2 separate regions of the Callithrix jacchus genome follow, and region 2 is linked to region 1. The links are chromatin contacts, called in public Hi-C maps. All regions are on one chromosome and are shown on one strand. The core of a region is the stretch at or near the end of the contact, and the rest is flanking DNA. Distances in the headings are between cores, read along the strand shown. Region 1 holds the start of CFAP70 (cilia and flagella associated protein 70). Region 2 holds the start of DNAJC9 (DnaJ heat shock protein family (Hsp40) member C9).

Evidence for each region. A called contact is a pair of places that touch in the nucleus more often than the background predicts.
Region 2: a Hi-C map of skeletal muscle shows a contact between it and region 1, with 4 times the contacts expected there. The contact joins the promoter of DNAJC9 here to the promoter of CFAP70 in region 1. A contact is called at or near these places in 2 of 3 Hi-C or Micro-C datasets (induced pluripotent stem cells and skeletal muscle).

Annotation. Positions count from the first base shown.
Region 1 is chr12:56,766,743-56,773,729 of calJac240_pri, reverse strand. It overlaps CFAP70 (cilia and flagella associated protein 70), which reads right to left and starts at 3,459. Exons shown (of 28, transcript XM_078345557.1): 1 at 3,359-3,459.
Region 2 is chr12:56,908,127-56,915,113 of calJac240_pri, reverse strand. It overlaps DNAJC9 (DnaJ heat shock protein family (Hsp40) member C9), which reads right to left and starts at 3,998. Exons shown (of 6, transcript XM_054242331.2): 1 at 3,724-3,998; 2 at 3,408-3,548; 3 at 2,655-2,909; 4 at 42-128. The coding sequence starts at 3,903. It overlaps MRPS16 (mitochondrial ribosomal protein S16), which reads right to left. Exons shown (of 3, transcript XM_002756240.7): 3 at 6,001-6,987.

The DNA of each region.
Region 1 (6,987 bases), core at 2,210-4,709:
CTTATTTAGTCAGATATACTGTCAGTTTTACAATACTAAGGAAACAAACAAATTCAAAAATAAACTGGATATTTGTTTCTTTAGAAAAGGTCTTTTATTTATTTCTTTTTTGAGGGTCTCACTCTGTCACCCAGGCTGGAGTACAGTGGTGCGATCATGGCTCACTGCAGCTTCAACATCCCAGGCTCAAGTGATCCTCCCACCTCAGCCTCCTGAGTAGCTGGGACTATAGGCATGTGGCACCACACCCAGCTAATTTCTGTATTTTCCATACATAAGGGGTTGTATGTATTTTCCATACATAAGCCACCATGCTGCTCAGGCTGGTCTTGACGCCGAGGCTCAAGCAATCTGCCCGCCTTAGCCTCCCACAGTGCTGGGATTCAAAGGCATGAACCACTGTGCTTACTAAAAATTAGGTCTTCTTTTCTTTTCTTTTTTTTTTTTTTTTGAGACGGAGTTTCGCTCTTGTTACCCAGGCTGGAGTGCAATGGCGCGATCTCGGCTCACCGCAACCTCCGCCTCCTGGGTTCAGGCAATTCTCCTGCCTCAGCTCCCTGAGTAGCTGGGATTACAGGCACCCGCCACCATGCCCAGCTAATTTGTTGTATTTTTAGTAGAGACGGGGTTTCACCATGTTGACCAGGATGGTCTTGATCTCTTGACCTCGTGATCCACCCGCCTCGGCCTCCCAAAGGTCTTCTTTTCTAATTCAATTCAAACATTTACAGAGGACATACTATGCGAAGCGTATTTGGTGATACAAAAAAGAAAACAACATCTTACAGCTTTCAGACTTGATAATTATTCTGCCTCTTCTCAGTTACTCCAGCATTTTTTCAGTCACCTAAAAGTCTCAGATCACTTGTTCAAAAACATGTTTCTGGGCCTTTTCAGTGTTTTCATGGTACTGACAACTTCTTTGTCAAATGTACATTCGAAATGTCCTTTTGTAGCAGTCTTCTTTCCTTTTCAATAATATGGCATTAGGCCTTCAATACCCTTCTGCTAGACTGTAACAAAAGCCTCCTAACTGGTAACTCTGATTCCAGTTTCTCACTCTAATTCATCCTGCTTCTGTCAGAACTGCTCACTGAAAAAACATTAAGCTTGGCACCATGGTGGGTGCTGAGAATACAAGAGATAAGATGTGAACTCTCTAACCTCAAAAATTTAAAATCTAGTGAGAACGAGAGACATGTAACTAGACTGGGAGTCATAATCTGTGTGATAGGTACTCTGACAGAGGAAAGATGGAGGAGTGAAACACACAGGAGGGAAGAGGGGGTGAAAATTAACTTTTTTTCTCTTACAAACATAAGGAGTGAAGCAAAGAAATTAACTGATTACAGCCAGTGTACCAGGTGTGCTTCACATGTATTATCTTACATGTAGCCTCCCTTCTAGGTGATTCTTAAATCTCTATTTGAGTGAAAAAAACTGAGTTTCAGAGAAGTTTGTTATCTTATCATCAGTCATTCAGCAAGGAAGTGCTGAATGAAGCTGGGACCTGGCTGGATTTGAGAATACATGTGCATGCCAGGAAAATCTTGGAGGAAGTACCCTGGAACTATGTCTTCATAAACTAAAGTGAAGGATATTCCAAGAAAGGGAACAGATTTTAAAAGGTTCAGAGGCGGGGCGGGCGCGGTGGCTTATGCCTGTAATCTTGGCACTTTGGGAGGCTGAGGTGAGCGGATTGCCTCAGTTCAAGACCAGTTTGGCCTACATGGTGAAACCCCGTCTCTACTAACAAAAAAGAAAATTAGCCGAGGGTGGTGGCATGCACTTGTAATCCCAGTTACTCGAGAGGCTGAAGCAGGGGAATTGCTTGAACCTGGAGGCGGAGGTTGCAATGAGCGGAGATCGCGCCACTGCACCCCAGCGTGGGCGACAGAGCAAGACTCCGTCTCAAAACAAAACAAAAAGGTTCAGAGGCAAAACGACACACACACACACACACACACACACACACACACACACGAGGGAGGGGGGAGAGAGAGAGAGAGAGAGAGAGAGAGAGAGACTGAGCGAGAGCGAGAGAGCAAGTAGCTTAGTAGGCTTGGAGTAAGGTGTAAGAAAAAATTGGGAGAAAATGAGAAGAGACAAGCAGTTAAATACCTTATTAAAGTACAGATCTGAATATCACTGTGTTGTTCCCTCTCACCTACCAAATAAACTGTTAACACTACAGTTTAACTGCAGTTAAATGTAGTACTACATTCAGGGTTTTCTAGGATCTTGCAGTGCCAGTCAACTTCTCCCCTCTTCTAGCTTATGCTCTTGCTTAGTATTTTTCAAAGATTACCTGCATTTAGTCACTTTTGAACCTCTGCATTTTTCCTTCTCCCTGGAATTCTCTCTCCCTTTCTCCTCACTCCGTCTCTACAGCAAATCCTACTCATTCTTTAAGATCCAGCTCAAATGCTTCCTAGTCTATGAAGCTTCTCAGTTGGAAAAGCTTGCCTTTCCTCTGAATTCAGTTAGCACTTTACACTTCTCTTGGCATTACCTACCACAAGTTGTCCTATTTATGAAGACCAGGGATTCAAGACATTTCCTACTTAATAATTATGTGTCCCTGGGCAAATGCCTAACTTCTCTAAGACTCAGTTTCACCTTCTGTAAAATGGATAACTTTCAACCTGTTTCACATTTGTTGTGAATGTCCCCTAAGATATTAAAGCTATTTAAGCTATGAAGCACTGCACAAATGCTATTAATAATATGCAGCGTTTTTCCTGGGAGCTCGATTACACCCTTGAAGACATGTAACCTATCTCATGCATATTTACAGACCCCGAGTTCCTGGCACCATGTCTATACAAGAGGCGTTCGGGTAGTGTTTAAACTATGAATGCAAAAAATAGGACTAAAGTTATGGTCAGGGCAGCTAGGGTGGGGGACTCTTTTTGCCCTCAGCAAGGCATGCGTTTCTTGTCATCTGCTCGGAAGAAGCTGCAAGGGGAGAGTCCAGTGAGAAAAACGTTGGACGAAGGAGGCGATGTGACCGGATGTGGTCTGGAGACAGGCACAGTCAGCGCGGACTGAAGGGGCCTGTGATGAGAAGCGGAAAAGTAGGGTTTAAGTCCGCGATCCTGCGGGGGTCGCGGGGCTGGGGCTGGCGGCAAAGTCGTCTTCACCTAGCCGAGTCAGCAGCGGTTTTTCCGTCTAAATAACGGAATTTTCAGCCTGGCTTTAGCTGAGAGAGGGGTGACCGGGGTGGTGTGGCCGCAGGGCCGGGGTGGGGAGGCGGGGAAGAGAGGGTTTCCTCAGGAGGGATCATGGTCTTACCTGCGGCAGCCGCAGTTACGCTTTTGACAACTATAGCAACCAACTACCTCTCGCGAGAACTTACTTTTGGCAATCGCAGCAAGCTTATTCCAAGACTCGCGATAACTTTCTGGGGACCGGAGCAGGGAGCGGGACGCTGAGTTCCTGCGCCTGCGCCCTGGCGTCGGCTGCCGCCGCCTGACTTCGAGTTCTTGTCGTTTCCGCGTTTAACTTGGCAAGAGTCTGGGTTAAGGGCGCAGGTTTCCACCTTTACATTTTGCTTTCTCGACTTTATTTCAGTATTTCTCCATAATAAGAGGGAAAACAACAAAAGAAAGCTTATTTAAAGAAAAAGGCCTTTCTTAAACGGATTTGAAAACACCATTTAAATATTTCTCCATGAAATATGCAATAAGACAATATTTCTCAAATGAGCGTGTCATGCACTGTTGATGAGAGTACAAAATGACCTTGCTTCTAGGTTCTTAATATTTGTACAATAAACAGACCTGAAGTTTATCATGTTAATACAAATTTTAATGCATTCAAAATTTACCATTAAAGAGCTAGAATAGCAAAACACGATAGCAATAACCTGGAAACAACCCAAGTGCCCGTCGACGGATTAGTGGAAGAGTGGACCAACAAACTGTGGTATATTCACAAAATGGCATCTTAAAAGCAGTCAAAGTTAATGAACTGCAGCCACACACACAACATGGATGAATCTTGGCAATATATATACTTTAAAATGTTGCAGTGTTAAAAACCAGCTTGAAGGGACTCCATGGGCCAAATAAGGGACAATTTGAGCATGAAAGTAAACAACGACAATAATGGATTACAACCCATTGAATAAAATAGGAATATGAAAGTCCGTGTTGATACAGAGAAAAAGGAAAACTCTACAGTAGGATGCCAACCCAGAAGTGTAGAGAGAAGGATGGAAATACAGAACCACCATTTGACAACTACCGAGGAGGATGTTTCAGGCAGGAGTCTTCAATGAACGACAAGGCTAGTGGGTAGATGTTCTATGAGGCATGGAATATTGGTGTGATTTTGGAATGCTTCTCCCAGGGAATACTACTCGATTACAGAGGGGAAAACAGTGAATGGAGGCAACCAACATGATCAGGTGATCATGGTTAACATCACCAGTGTTGGTAGGAGTCTACATTGTGAGCCTCCTGGTGAAATAAAAAAAACAAAGCATCCTTTTTGGTTTTCCTACCATCAAAAGAACTCAGGTTGTGGACCATCCAAAGACAGGAAAGACTGGGAACTGTCTCTGACTGAGGCTATATGACAACTAAATGCAATATGTATCTTTGTATAGCATTTTGGACCAGAAAGGAAAACAACATTGTTAGGACAGTGGGCAAAATGTTAATTAGCTCTGTGAATCGCATACCACTCTGAACATGCCTGATCTCATCTGAATTGGATGGTAGTGTTGTACCGATATTGATTTTCTGATGTGGAAGTTTGTTTTTAGGTAGGAAAGTGTCCCTGTTTAGGGGGAAATACACACTGGTGTGTTTAGGAGTTATGAGACACTATCTCTTCAATATGCTCTCTTGACTCTCAAAATGTTCAGAAAGACTAACAAGGGATACATACACATGTACACACACACATGCACACACACACATTGAGCAATATGCAAGTGCAATGAATTGTTAACTATTTGGGAATCTGGGTGAAGGGGACATGGGACTTCCTTGCACTGTTTGAGCAACTTTTCTATACATTTGAGATAACTGCAAAATAAATTATTAAAATATATACACACACATAGCCACTCTCCCTGGGAAGCTCTTTGCCTAGGATATAGTTACTAGAATCAAATTTTAAAATAATTGTTATTTCTACTAATAAACATTACAATTATATAAAGAGAAATATTTTTTGAAAGTTGCAGTATTACTAAGGTGTTTCTCTCTGGATTTTTTCTCAAGTGACTGTTGTGGATGAATTTGCACTGAGAAAGCTATCCCACTTGCACATGACACACGTTTTCTACTTAATAGGTTGGGGTTAGGGCCAAATCTTTAATAGGGAGTTGTTCTTCCAGAAATAACTCATGATCTTGGTCTACTTAGTACTTTGCTTCAAGGTCTTAGGCAAGCAAGGATAAATAACAGGTGTCACTTCCTTAAACGTAATTATTCTCCATTCAACTGTAGGGTGCCTGAGAGCAAGGGCTGTCTATTACAATTTTTTTTTTTAAGATGGAGTATTGCTGTCGCCCAGGCTGGAGTACAGTGGTGCAATCTGGGTTCACTGCAACCTCCACCTCCTGGGTTCAGGCGATTATTGTGCTTCAGCTATGTAAGTAGCTGGGATTACAGGTGCCCATCACCGCCTGGCTAATTTTTGTATTTTTAGTAGAGATGGGGTTTCACCATGTTGGCCAGGCTGCTCTTGAATTTCTAACCTAAGGTGATCCACCCGGCTTGGCCTCCCAAAGTGCTGGGATTATAGGCGTGAGCTACCATGCCCAGGCTTTTTTTTAAATTAGACAGTCTTGCTCTGGAGTGCAGTGGCAGGATCTTGGCTCACTGCAACCTCCGCCTCCCAGGTTCAAGCGATCCTCCCACCTCAGTCTCCCACGTGTGTGTTTGTGTTACAGTTCTTTTATTCTCCTACAGTGGTTAGCAGTGGCCACTCTGTTTGAAAGGTATTTGATATTTTTTGACTGATTAAAATCATCCACTTCTGTGTGGAAAAAGCTCTCTTTAGTGCAATGGAAAATATAATAGTACTGGAATCATAATAAAATCATCTACATATGCAGACCAATTTAAGGGAAAAAACTGTAAAAACCTCTAATTGAGCCAGGCGCAGTGGCTCACGCCTGTAATCCTAGCACTTTGAGAGGCCGAGGTGGGTGGATCACCTGAGGTCAGGAGTTCAAGACCAGCCTGGCCATCATAATGAAACCCCATCTTTTTAAAAAAAATAAATGAAATAAAAAAAAAAATAAAAATCTCTAATAAAATTCGAATGCCTTAGTCTGAGTTTCAAAGGCCTCCCTCCACTAAATGATGCACTAGTTCAACAAATTCCTCTCTCATCATTACTCTAAAAGGCTTGTTTCTAATTAGCTAATTTGTTACTTCCAAAGTCAATGCACTTCTGATGCTCAATAATACAATCAAATAATATTGCTCATCCTCAAACTGATCTACAGATTGAAAGCAATCACTATTAAAATCCCAACTTTTTTTTTTTTTACAAGCTGATCCTAAAATTCATATGGAAATGCAAGGGACTCAGAGTAGCCAAAACAATCTTGAAGTAGAAAACTCACACTTGAAAACTCACACTTCCAAATTTCAAAACTTTCTATAAAGCTGCAGTAATCAAGTAATCAAGACAATAATAAAGGCATAAAGATAGACATAAAGAATCAATTGAATCGAGAGTTCAGAAATGAACTCTTACATTTATAGTCAACTGATAAATTTTAATAAAAGTGCCAAGACAATCTAATGGGTTGGGAGGACAATATAGTCTTTTAAACAAATGGTACAAGGAAAAACAATGTCCACATGCAAAGAATGAAGTTGGACCCTTACCTCACACCATACACAAAAAATAACTCAAAATGGACCAATGACTTAAAGAAGTAAAACTACAAATATTAAGAGTTTTCTATTTCTGTGAAGAATGTCATTGGCATATTGATAAAAATTGTATTGAATCTGT
Region 2 (6,987 bases), core at 2,749-5,248, 140 kb before region 1:
AGATCATTAAGGAAGAAGTGGCAATAAACTGCCAAGTTTACCTGAATGGCTGCCTTCAGGCTATCCACGCCTTCATCAAGCCCCAACTCCTTTCTGCTCATTTCTGCTTCTTTGGCCTCTTCCTGAGCCTGCAACAGAAACTCACATGAGATTCAGAGCAACCAGCAAATGTTTAAAATACATTCTCTTTCCCAAAAGCAAATCCATAATACTGTTTCAATTTGAGGATTATATGAATAGACAAAATGAATAGAATTACCTAACTAGGTTATTTATTAAAAGGCAACAATGCTGGCAACAATGCTGACAACAAGCAGTAGATCCTGTGATTCCAATTACCATTTATTTGCTTTTTCCCCAATTCTACTTGCTAGAGGTAGTAAGTAATTTGGCACTCATAAATCACATTGTGATAAAAAGGAACAGGAGGCTGTGTGTGGTGGCTCACACTTGTCATCCCTATACCTTGGGAGGCCAAGGTGGGAGAATACTTGAACCCAGGAGTTTGAGACCTGCCTGGATAACATAGTAAGACCTCAACTCTACAAAAAATAAAAGAAATAAGCCTGGTGTAGTGGCATGTGCTTGTAGTCCCAGCTACTAGGGAGGCTGAGGTAGGAAGATAGCTTGAGCCTGGGAGTTTGAGGCTGCAGTGAGCTGTGATCATGCCTCTGCACTCCATCCTGGGTGATGGAGTGAGATGTCATCTCTTAAAAACAAAGAAAAACAAAAAAAAGTAAGGAAAACAATGCAATTGCTAGGATACAGATACTTCCAATTCCTCTCCTGGAAACCCAATTTACTACATGAGTGGTAATCCCCTTGGGAATCCCAGTTTAAAATGACTTCTGAGTAGTCAGAAGAAACATCAGCAGACTCAGTTTTAACCTTTCTTTACCTGATTTCAAAGGAGTCTTCCTTTGCCAAGTTTTCCTAGGGCATTGTTTCCAAAATATCACTAAGAACAAAAGAACACACTAAGGTGTTCTTAGGGCAACAACTTAAGAGGTCCCAACATCCCTTGTGAATTTTCCAAGTAGCAATTAATGGAATTAATAGTGGGGATGATGATACATTAGGACCTCCCATATCTATAAGAAGACACTGTTTCCTTGTATTCAAATTATCTCTTTAAATTCAGCATTCCCTTCAGGTTTGTTGAACAGTCTCTCAAAACTATACCATTTTCTCAAATTCTAGGGAAGTTTCTCAAGCTAACAGTCTACCGTGAATGCAGCTGTGCTCAGTTTCATCTCAGAAAATGAACTTAAGGTAATTGTCAGCCTAAGTATTAGCAGATGTAGCCTATGAACCAAAATGATCTTGATATACACTCCACGGCTCCCCTCAGCTCACCAGAGAGGGTGCAGCCATCTAGGCAAAACAGGCCCTGTGAATTTTCACTAGAAATAAAAAGGACAGCTTTCTCTGTGTGCATTTCATATGTAAAAGCTGCAGAAAAGTTCCAGGGGGCACTCATGAAGGCAGCAATGGTTCTAAAAGTTGTGTGCTCCTTGTGAGAATCTAATGCCTGATGATCTGAGGTTTCATCCTGAACCATACCCCTGGCACAGCTGGGGACCACAAAGCTAAAGTTTTTCTTAAAAAAAAAAAAAAAAAAAAAGGCTGGACACGGTGGTTCACACCTGTAATTCCAGCACTTTGGGAGGCTGAGGCAGGTGGATCACAAGGTTGAGATCGAGACCATCCTGGTGAACATGATGAAACCCTGTCTCTACTAAAAATACAAAAATTAGCTGGATATGGTGGTGTGTGCCAGTAGTCCCAGCTACTCCAGAGGCTGAGGCAGGAGAATCGCTTGAACTGAGGAGGCAGAAGTTGCAGTGAGCCGAGATCACGCCTGGGTGACAGAGCAAGACTCCGTCTCGATTAAAAAAAAAAAGAATTCTGTATCCACCTCAAGAATCGAACTCTGGCAAAGGCCCCCAAATCTGCACTTTTAACAAGACAGTCTCTGCCATTCTCTTCTTACCCCCCAACTGAATAAGGATCACTGCCTGTCCTGTGTATCCAGGCTCCATTAACTTTATCTCCTGAGGGTTGCCTCAACAAGGCTACAAGAATTGGCCCATATGAAAAAAAGACTTCAGTGCTACTTTACTATGGTAAGAGTTAAACAATAAAAATCATTGTGAGCACAATATACTAGAAAAATAGTTTCTCTTGATGAACTGGTATGCCCATTTTATTTATTTATTTTTTTTATTTTTACTTTTTGAGACAGAGTCTTACTCTGTCGCCAGGCTGGAGTGCAGTGGCACGATCTTGGCTCACTGCAACCTCTGTCTCCCGGGTTCAAGCAATTCTCCTTCCTCAGCCTCCTAAGTAGCTGGGATTACAGGCACGTGCCACTACGCCCAGTTAATCTTTGTATTTTTAGTAGAGATGGTATTTTCACCATGTTGTCCAGGATGGTCTCAATCTCTTGACCTCGTGGTCCACCCACCCTAGCCTCCCAAAGTGCAGAGATTACAGGCGTGCCTCCAGTATGTCCATTTTATTAGATGAAAGCTATCAGACCAAGTGAACCCTAGTCATTTCTGGAGCTTTATGTTTACTTCTACTGCTGTAAATACTCTCAAATCCTTTTTGGAAGCAGTCAAGATATAAATCAACAGTATTCAAAATCTTACCCTCCTTTTCCTTGCATTCATCTTTTGTTTCGATTCTTTGACAAAGGCATTATAGGATGGGACCTCTCCGGCGTCAATAGCTTGCTGAATGATATTCCTTATCCTGGGTTCCTCTGTGTACTGCGCGCAAAGCACAGACTCCATTATCTGATCCATGTCACCCTTGAAGTCCAGATAGGCCTGTTTAATATCAGCCAGCTCTTCTTCTGAACCTTTGTATGTCTTTTCAAAAGCCTGAATGTCCTCTAAAGATATCTGATAATAAAGGAGATTTGCTTTAACTTTGGGAGTTTTACTTTAAATAAAAGGTACACTAGTAAAACTAGAGTTAGGTGTTGAATTACTGTAACACAACAGTTGCTTGAGTTGCAATTGTTGAACCAGATTTTCTATGCCTAAGCTTTTCCGGAGTTCTCCTTTCTAAGTCCAGTCTTCACAACTGCTAACTAGGGACCAGGGAAGAGAAATGTAAGTGAAGTTCCCAAGGATGAAAGGCGACCCGGAATCAGGACTTACATTGGATATGTAAAATAAAGTGCATCATCCTACAAAAAAATAAATCGGCCCTTTTTAGTGCAACAGTCGCATTAACAGGAAATAAAAAGCCTGTTTCAGTAAGTGTATTTATATTTCAAGGCCAAACTCAAAATTCCTCATTCCTACAAAATTAACACAAGACCTTAGAGGCAATTAATAAAGGTTTGTTGATCGAATGATGGTAACAGTCACAAGCAAACCTCCAGAATCCCCTACCTTTTTAAAGAGTAGCCGCCAATACGACTCCCAGTCTCGGTCTTGGGTGAGCACAGGAGAGTCCTCGTCCACTGTTCCTTGCTCATCGTACACTGCTCTCTGATCTTTGTCACTGAGAATGGAATAGACTTTTCCCAGGATCTGAGGGCAGAGAGTATCCGTAAGTCATCCCTGCTCCTCCCACCGAAACCGCGGCACGAGACAAGATCAGGAGGCGCAAAGACCAGTTCAGTGCGCTCCCCCGGGCAGGGCCCGGTAGCCAAAAGGCGGAGGCGGCCCGGGTGGCCCGTCGGCCTCGGGGCGGGATCCTGCATACCTGGAAGCGACGAGTGGCGTCCTCCTTGTCGCCCTCGCCCACCCGGTCGGGGTGCACCTGCAGGGACACCTTGTGGTAGCCTCGTCGGACCTCGCCGTCGGAGGCCTCACGTCGCACGCCCAGCACCCGGTAAAGGTCGGCGGTGCCGAACACTTCCTCGCAAAGCTCCAGTAGCCCCATGCCAGGGACGGGAGATAGGGCCTGGGAGAAAGCAGCTGCTCCCAACAGCGCCGGGTACCACTCAGGGTTGCTTCTTTTTCCCGCTCAAAAAGCCTAGGGCGCCTGCGTCACAACAAGCGCTGAAGGGGCGTGGCCACGCCGCGCAGCCACTTTACGGCGGCCGCAAAATGGGGCGTGGCAAGGCGGGCAGGTGAGTCGGCGGGCGGAGTCGAAATTACTGGCCGCGCGCAGGAGCCAGGAGTTACTGGGAAGAGATGTTGCTCGGGTCCCTCCTCCCCTTGCTCTAGAAATCTGGCGTCCGTCTTCCGTTTAGTTTCCCAGAAAAGCTTTTTCAAAAAGTTCATATATTAAGTTGAATTTTAAAACTGCTGGCCTATTTTTTAAGTAGAAAACTGCCAAACATCAGCATTCAGCAGTTTCACATGGTTCAGCTTAACAGATGTGTTTTTTCAAAAATGATTGTGAAAGGAATAGGTAGAGTTGTAGGCCCAAATAATTTTGCACCTCACTGGTTGGAAATGCTCGGGAACTTTCCCTGCAGCCCTGCAGGAAAAACCTTATACTGAAACCCAAAAAGCACAAAACATGGGTCTTCCAAAAACTCTTATCTAACAGGACTTTCACCTTACACATTCGTGGAGATGAGATGACCCAAGCCCCCGTCTTAACATAAACTGCTGAAGCAAAGGCTCTTTCTTTTAATACTCTGTTTAGTTCACAGCTGGGTTTGAGCATGTTGGATCCCAGGTGGCAGCAGGGTAGGTGGGGGCAATCATCCAAGACATGGGGAGAAACTTGGGCCTGAAGACCCAAAGCAAGGCTCAGGCTGGGGAGAAAACTCTGGAAGTAGGATAAGCTCACAAAGGAAATATGTATATTCATATCTTAAAGGATAAGCAATGCAAAATGAATACTTGAGAGAATACCCAACTTGGCAGAAAATATCATATATCTCATCCCCTCACCGACTTAACACTTACCAGAATCATTCTGCTCTGCCAGTAAATTTCTGCAAAGCCTCAAACTCTCTAGGATACATTAATATCTTTTTAACCTCCCAGAGTTGCCATGATTTTCAAAGCACATCTCTTTCCCAGATCCAAGAACAAACCCAGCTAAAGTCACTTTTCCTCTCAACCTGCCCTTGCATCAGTCTCAAAGCAAGTGGGGGCCAACCAGGAACAACCCCGGGGGAGCTTTAACAACCACAGAATTTGGGATGGCTGGTGATCATTCTCAGAATATAAAACACAGAACAAAATAAGTTGGCACATTGAGAGAAACTCCTCTATAAATTTCCTATATCTTACTCACATATCAGAGTTAAGCCACTTATCTTTGCTCATTTTTTTCCCTGTATGGACAACATGTTGGGAAGGGCTTTCCAGGGTATAACGAAGGTATAAATCTTACATCACTGAACAAGTTTCCACCTCTAGGCTTCAGCTTCCCTGACGGTAAAATGGACATAACCCTACCTGCCTTCATAATACCTTGTAATCATCACAAATAACTGTGTATACAAAAGGCCTAGGATATATGTAGATGCTTTACAGTATTTTCTTTCTTCCAGTTTCTCACATTTTTTAAGGTACTCACATACAGTAACATTTTTCTACATATACATTTTTGCTACTGAAAACCGAAATAGCACATTGAAATATTCTTTTATTGTAACTCACATTTTTGAAAACCAGAAAATCAAATTAATTATTATGGTCCAGCCAAACTACCTAATGTTTTTTCTTTTTGAGACAGGGTCTTACTGTCGCCCAGGCAATACTGTAGTGAACAATCATAGTTTGCTGTAGCACTGGCCTCCTGGGCTCAAGTGACTCAGCCTCCTGAGTAGCTGGATCTATGAGTGAGCACCACGATGCCCAGCTAATTTTTAAATTTTTTGGAGACGGTGTCTTGCCCAGGCTGGTCTTGAACTCTGGCTTCCAGTGATCCTTCCACCTCAGCCTCCCAAAGTGCTGAGATTACAGGTGTGAGCCAATGCCCCAGTGATTTCTTTACATTATTTCTTTATAAGTTACTTCATATTATTGATGTTGAGTTTCACCTCATTGACTTCAGGCTTTTAAAACACATGAGAATATTTGAGACCTATGAATGGTCTTATTTATTTGAGTCAAATAAAAAAGTAGAGCTAAAGGATACTGAAATTATTCAAATACATTCAAACTATAAAGATCCCTTATACATTACTGGCATCAAGGTAGGAAGGAAAAGGTACAAGTAAAATGCATCACTCATCACAGGTTCTCAAAATTATTGGTACAGAGTTTATCCCAACACAGAGCAACTTTCTTAACCTGCTCCATAAAATTACCAGCAAGAAAGAAAAGTAGAAGAATAAGGTTCACAGCTGAATTGGCTTGGTGTCAAAATTCGCTATTCCAGTATTCTCAGAAGGATCCCATCCATAATATATGCAGAAACCACAACCACATTTGAATGTTTCAGTCTTGATTCATTCTGAACTCCCTTAAACCCAGCAGTTTCTCATTCTTAAAAGGTAGATTGGCCGGGCATGGTGGCTCACACCTATAATCCCAGCACTTTGGGACGCCGAGGAGGGTGGATCACTAGGTCAAGAGATTGAGACCATCCTGGTCAACATGGTGAAACCCCGTCTCTACTAAAAATACAAAAACTTAGCTGGGCATGGTGGCGCAGCCTGTAGTCCCAGCTACTCGGGAGGCTGAGGTAGGAGAACTGCTTGATCCCAGGAGGCGGAGGTTGCGGTGAGCCGAGATCATGTCATTGCACTCCAGCCTGGGTAATAAGAGCGAAATTCTATCTAAAAAAAAAAGGTAGATTATAGCCCAAAAGCAAAACAATCTACCTTTGTATATTTATGCATGCAGTGGCTCACGCCTGTAATCTCAGCACTTTGGGAGGCCAAGGCAGGCAGATCACAAGGTCAGGAGATCGAGATCATCCTGGCCAACATGATGAAAACCTGTCTCTACTAAAAATACAAAAATTAGCTGGGTGTGGTAATGGGTGCCTGTAATCCCAGCTTCTTGGGAGGCTGAGGCAGAAGAATCCCTTGAAGCTGGGAGGCAGAGATTGCAG